Linked DNA regions of Gossypium hirsutum: region 1 is linked to region 2. Evidence: chromatin contacts called from public Hi-C data. All regions are on one chromosome and are shown on one strand. Each heading gives the region's core, a stretch centred on a gene start, on an enhancer-like site or on the middle of the called end of the contact. The rest is flanking DNA. Distances are from core to core; before and after follow the strand shown.

Evidence for each region. A called contact is a pair of places that touch in the nucleus more often than the background predicts.
Region 1: a Hi-C map of leaf shows a contact between it and region 2, with 3 times the contacts expected there. The contact joins the promoter of LOC107909934 here to the promoter of LOC107909938 in region 2. A contact is called at or near these places in 9 of 34 Hi-C or Micro-C datasets (callus, hypocotyl, leaf and 1 more).

The regions. Positions count from the first base shown.
Region 1 is chrD02:51,474,507-51,477,806 of Gossypium_hirsutum_v2.1, forward strand. LOC107909934 (protein CHROMATIN REMODELING 19) reads left to right here and starts at 1,378. Exons shown (of 12, transcript XM_016837644.2): 1 at 1,378-2,068; 2 at 2,445-2,562. The coding sequence starts at 1,565.
Region 2 is chrD02:51,233,908-51,237,192 of Gossypium_hirsutum_v2.1, forward strand. It overlaps LOC107909938 (protein indeterminate-domain 5, chloroplastic), which reads right to left and starts at 1,554. Exons shown (of 4, transcript XM_041088255.1): 1 at 1,112-1,554; 2 at 720-972; 3 at 1-352. The coding sequence starts at 876. LOC107909937 (a long non-coding RNA gene) reads left to right here and starts at 2,484. Exons shown (of 8, transcript XR_005910260.1): 1 at 2,484-2,859; 2 at 2,953-3,000; 3 at 3,094-3,285.

The DNA of each region.
Region 1 (3,300 bases), core at 128-2,627, 240 kb after region 2:
AGGAGGAATAAACCCTGTTTAAGAGTAGATCTTGCATAATTGAGTCCAGTTGCATGCAATCCTAGAAATAGGACGATATAAATCTACCGGATTAGAGTCAAATCTAATAGGGGAGTCCATAAATTGAGTTAATACGATAATAGGGGTTTTAATTAAAAAGAAATTTCAATTAATCAATATAGAGTTAGTTGCTCTTACTCTCGAAAGAGATATTAACATAATTTAGGGATTTTTACGGATCAATATACTAAGTAAAGAAATTGCGTAATTTAGATTGATAATGACAGATGAAATCTAGGTGGGTTCTTTCTTGGGTATTGTTTTGCTTCTTGGTTGTTAATCGATTATTTTCCTGATTTTTTCTTTGTCGCGTTTGTAGTTAATTAATATAGTTAATTTTAGTTTTAATCAACCACTCAAATTTATCGGTTAAATAATAGAAAGATGGTAAAAACTAGTACTTTTAGTCTTCATGAGAACAATATCTTTGCTCACCAGAGCTATACTATTAATTGATAGGTGCACTTGCTTTAGTCAGATTTTTAATTAGCTTCGCGATGTATCAATTGTTATTGTTATAATTTTGAAATTAAAAAATATATAATTTTAAAAAAAATTAGAATATATAAATTAATCAAAAATAAAAAATTACACTAAGAATGTCTAGATTCAAATGCATCTAAACAACTTGTAGATGTTCCTTTTTAGTTCTTTTATTTATTTATATATTTTTATAAAATTTTAATTTTTATTAATTTCTATATTATAAATTTTTATACATTTTCAAATTATTATAGGATTTTTTTATATATTTTTAATTTTTATATTTTATAAAATTATATTTTTAAATAATAACCTAAAAACTGATATTTTATAAAAAAAATAAAAAATATAAACTTATTAAAAATTACATGTAGAATGAAGTTTGACAAATTTGTGTCCTAATTCATTCTAGATGTGAAAAATTATACTTCTATTTATTAATTTATATATTTTTAATTTATGATTTTGACTTGGCATATTAAGAGGTTATCGGGTGCCACTACTGAATTGGTTATCAATAGCACATCAATATAAACTAAATATATTAGTACGAACATATCAACTTCAATAGTAGAATATAAATTCATATACCAATTAAATAAAAAAAATAGATACAAAATTAAAAAACAAATATTAAACCTTAGAAAATTAACTAAAAAAAATCTATTGATTTCAGTGAACATTTTATTACGAAAAAAATTCCATCAAGTATAGTCAAATGATGTCAGGTTAATTTTTAACAATTGAACGTATTTCCGCACTATAAAGCCACAGCAGTCCAAAATCAGACAACTTTTATCTATTTAACATTACTTATAGTTACGAAAGTACTTTTCCATTAACAAAGCGAACTCCCAAAACCAAAACCAACAATTTTAAGACCCGCGCTTTCTCAGTTTCTATTCACTGTCGCCCCGCCCTTTTCCAGCTCTGCGCTCTCCTCTCTTATATTTTCTCTTCTCCTCGCCCAAATCAAAATAAAAATAAATTAAAAGGAAAACAGATTAAAATTAAAGTTAAAATGAAGCGCGTTTTCGAGGAAATCTCTGACGAAGAATGGGAGAACCACTCTTTCAAGCCTTCTCGTGTTTTGAAGAAAAACCCTAATCCTCCTCCAATTGAGTCTTTCGCTTTCAATTCCCAAACTCAGGCTAGTTTTTCCGACCAAAGCAGCGATGATTGTGTCGAAATCGAACATTTGGCTGATGATTCCAACTTGGAAGACGACGTTGAGCCCGAGGATGCCGGGCCGGTCAACCTTGCGCGTCGATTCATCGTTGATGAAGACGATGACGACGAAGAAGATGGTGATGGAAAAGACGGCAATGAGAATGCTTTTGAGGAGCTGTATGACATTGAGTCGAGTGAAGAAGAGCAATTGCAAGAGGATGACGTGGTGGGGAAGGCGTTGCAGAAGTGTGCGAAAATATCTGCGGAGCTACGGAAGGAGCTGTATGGGAGTTCCGGTGCTTCTTGCGAACGATACGCCGAAGTAGAAGCTTCTTCAGTGAGAATCGTTACACAGGTATTAAAAAAGCTTAAGGCATTCTATTTTTCTGTTTGGTTACTGAGAAAATTGAGGAAGGAAGGCCGTGATCACTTGCATTCTTATATATATATATAATCAGAATGCTTTATGAAGTTGTAAAAGGTTGTAGTAAGTTTGAGGGAGCTAAATTTAGCGAATTTTGTGATTATGATTTTTGTCTAATCTTTAGTTTAATGAAAATCACCAATAGCTTTAAATTTCATTTTTATGTTCATTTTAGGGGAGCCGGTTATTTTTTATATACTGCATGACAAAATTTGGGGAATGTATTATATGCGTTGTCTTTTCCACATCAGCTTCGTTGTTTCCTAATAGACTTGTCTATAAATTGGAATATTTCTTACTCTTGCAGAATGATATTGATGCAGCATGTGCAGTGGTGGATCCGGAATTTCAGCCAGTTCTCAAGCCATATCAACTGGTTGGTGTAAATTTTCTTCTTCTGTTGCATAGTAAGGGCATTGGTGGAGGTACTTGTTCTAATCTTTTGACATCATTGTTGGGCTGTATATTTCTAGGTCTTTTTTATTGATTTAGTACCTAAAACAAGAAATCGTAATTGTTTGTGGGGATTTGATAAGTTACTGAACATATTTCTTATCACCTGAGAAGAAAAAAGCTTCGCTCACCCTTAAGTGTTGTCATTGGCCTACATTCTTCAAGTACCTTTGAAGATTGTTAACTGTAATTGGGTGATTAAAGTTAAGATGAAGAAAAGAGACATAAAATTCTTAACTGTGGGTTGTATTATCCATTCTTCTGTTGCATAATAAATGCATTGACCTTTGTCAATCACTTTCTTGAAATGCATCAATCGCTTTTGTGGCAAAGGAAGGAGAAGGAAAAGATAAGAACCTTGAGTGATAGTAGCTTAGCGGAGTTAGATAATATGCAGGCTCTATACTCTTAGCTTTTGAGGGAATGATATTGAACTTGTTAAGTTTAAGAAAGTATGTGAAGATCTGTTGAGATTCGTACTTGTTTCAGTTAGTTTCCAATTTGATAAGAAGATTGTGAAAAGAATTTGTCAAGGTTGAGTCTTATTGCTGAATTTGATGTTGAATCGGCCAAACAGGGGATGGTTGTTCATTTTTCTTTATGATGCCATGTACTATGTTAATAGGTAAGTAATTTGGCATTCCATTTTTCTTGTTTCCTTATGAGTGCAGTACATAAATACTGATTGCTTTTGCAGCCTCTATTTCATA
Region 2 (3,285 bases), core at 304-2,803:
CAAGTCTTTGAATGAGCTTTCCAATCCGATTGCACGGCATACCTCTTGGAACACTTCTCACACTTCCATTTCTTCTCACCATGTTTTCTTGAGTAATGCTTTTTGATGCCAGTGAGGTCGCCAAGTGCCTTAGAAGGGTCATGGTGGACGCATGTGGGTTCTGGGCAAAGATAAACTTTCCTCTTCACTTCTTTTGTTGTCTTTTGTCTTAGCTTCCAAGGCAGATTGTGTCCTCTTCTGTGGAGCTGTAAATTTTGCTCCCTTTGGAACCCTTTGTTGCATACCTCACAAATGAACCTGTTTGTTGCCATTAGAGTCTTGGGAGATAGTGCTATCACTTCCGCATCTGGATCTGCTATTGAGAAATGACAAACAACAAATCATTAGAAAAATAGGGGATGAAAAACAATATATATATAAGGCTTAATCGAGGGAGTGAAAGAATAACCATCTGAGAACTGTCAAGATTAAATCATGATGAAAACTGACAAATTTTTAGATTAGGGTTCATTGAGAGGTAATATTCATTTTTTTAATAAAAAAAAGAAAGAAAGGAGTGAACAAGAACAAGAACATAAACCCTCTTTCTCTATTGACTTTACTCATTGGATACTTGAGCTAAAAAGCCTTAGGGAAAAGAAAACAAACAAACAAACCATAATATTTTTTTTCTGCTCAGCAAACAGACCATAATCAGATGTATGTAAAGAGATACTTGCATGATGTTCCAGGGTGATTTCTCTTTCTCTTCTGAGGTGCAGTGGTTGGAGCAGTTGACGAAGTGGGTGTAGCGGTGGATGATTGTACTTGCATCATCTGGTTTTGATTTTCTTCCCTGGTTCCAAAAAAAGGTGTGGACGATGAGGCGGCGGCCATCTACAAAGCTTATTAATTTTATTAGCTTGCTTGCTATCGTTTCTAGTTTCTTGTGGTTAGCCAAGCTGCTATTTCTTTCAGTTCTTCTTCTGGGTCCTTCAATACCAGCAAAACCAGAATTAAAAAATCACACAAAATTACCATAAACATAAAAGATTTCAGCTTTTTCTCCTATGGTTTAACCAAAGCAAAACTAAAATAAAGGGCTTCTTGCTCCCTTATAGGGGAGTTTTACCTCCCTTAACTTCTTTGAAAATCTTTTCAATCCACTAAGAAACAACAAGGCAAAAAAAAGAAAAACTTAAGAGTAAAAACCCAACAAAATACGAAGAAGAAAGTATATAAGGAGACAGAGAAAGAATCAAAAGCTATCCCATATGCATAAACAAATACATACATAAGGTCATCCCATATGAATAGTAAAAGTAGGATCTCTCTTTCTCGATACTCTGTGGTCTAGTTCGTAGTAGTAGTAGAATCTAAGTTTTCCTTCTTTTAACCTCCAAAATAATCATTTCAAGTAGAAAAAGAAATGAGAGTAAATTGAGGGGATCGATCGAAAAGGTGGGTTATTTGTGTCACTGTTGAAGCAGCTAAAATTTATGTCGTGATTCGTGATGCGGGGCGATACGTTGGGGGGCCACCGATCGAGCTGTAAGCCTTACCTTTTGAGCGCCCATCTCTCCTTCTCTTATTTCGTATCTTCTTACATAGCATCAAGACAAGCCTCCCTTTCGTCATTCCTTCCCTTCTCTTACATGTTCTCTCAATATCTTTTTTTTTTTTTAAAATTATTTTCACCCTTTTTTATGTTTATTTTGTGTACCCTTTTCAATAATTTTCTTTTCAATATTTTTTTTGGACGGTGAAAGGTGTATACTTTTTTATTGTGTCAATTTTGTTCTATTTTTAAATTTTCTATGTTTTCTTTTAAAAATTATTTTAAACTCATTCATGCAACATGAGTCTTAATATTAATGAAGATAATCATGTGGTATCCGAATAAATTTGTTACATGATATATTTCGTATTTTATCCAAAAGAGTATTATGTATTGCCTTGCTAATGAATTTCAAATAAATTTATGAGTTAGTTCTTGATATATATTAGTAAATATTATTTTTTTTATTTTATGAGCAGTTAAAAATTATCATATGTTATATTTATTTATTTTCTATTATACCTTAACTTTCTTTATTATCAGTTTACTTTTGATTAGTGTGACAAATATTTTTAATTAAATTTAATAAATAATAAATTAAGAAATTCAATTTAAATACAATTACAAATAAAATATATTTAAATAATTATAATTAAATAAAATAAGCACAAAATACTACAACAAATTAAGTTTTTAGCGACGTTTTTAGTAGTGTTTGAATCGAAAACGCCGCAAAGGTCAAACATTTAACGGCCACTGTATTGAAGAATGCCACAAATATATACCATTAGTGGCACTAACCGAAAAACGCCACAATAAGTCGTTATATGGTGGCGTTTGTTGAAATAGCGTCGCAAGTAGTACATATTTAGCTGCATTTTATGCTACGCGCCGCAAAGGTACACCAAATAGGAACAGTGTTACCGGCGTTTTCCCCATAAACACCACAAAAGGTAAAACAATAGCAGTGTTTTTGCATCAATGCCACAAAAGGTTAAAAACAATTGCGGCATTTTTATCATAAACGCCTCTAAAGGTAAAGCAATAGCGACGTTTTATCCATAAACGCCGCGAATACTTTTTAATTTTTATTGAAACGCCATTTTTATAGCTAAGCCCCCAACTCTTTTTCCCCAAATCATTTTCCCCAAATCCCTAACTTAATTTTTTCTTTTCCATCCATTTGCTGCTGGTTGTCTATCCAGTGATCCGTCTGCTACATCACCGTGGACTGTGCATTTGCCATCAATCTCTGTCTCCTTCGTTGATGTTGCTCCGTCCATTGCAAAAGGATTTTCGATCCAAACTTGCTTAAAAAGAAAGTACATTCTACTTTTCTGCATTTATTTATAGGAGAAAATTCTCCTCAGAAAATGTTTGGATTCTAGTTCTCATGGAATTCATTTTTTATGCAGCTAAATGATAAGAAGCTTGCAAAAGAGTTGTATAAGAAGTATAGCGCGGTAGCTGATACTTTTCTCTTCATTCTCTTCAGGTTTCTAATTCTATATTTCAGATTGGTCGGAATGCTTATCTGTCCTATTATATTTCAACAGATCCATAGGCGAAAAATACGTGCTTGGCAAATAATATGTGTTTTGTCACAATTTGTTGATGATGATATAGTTGGAGAAGTCACACAGTGCTTGCAAATAGCTCTCTATGTAAGTAACTGTTGCTTCTTTTAGAAAATCTAATAGTACTTTCTTAACTTACTATAGTTCGCTTAAGTTTCATAATATGGTAAG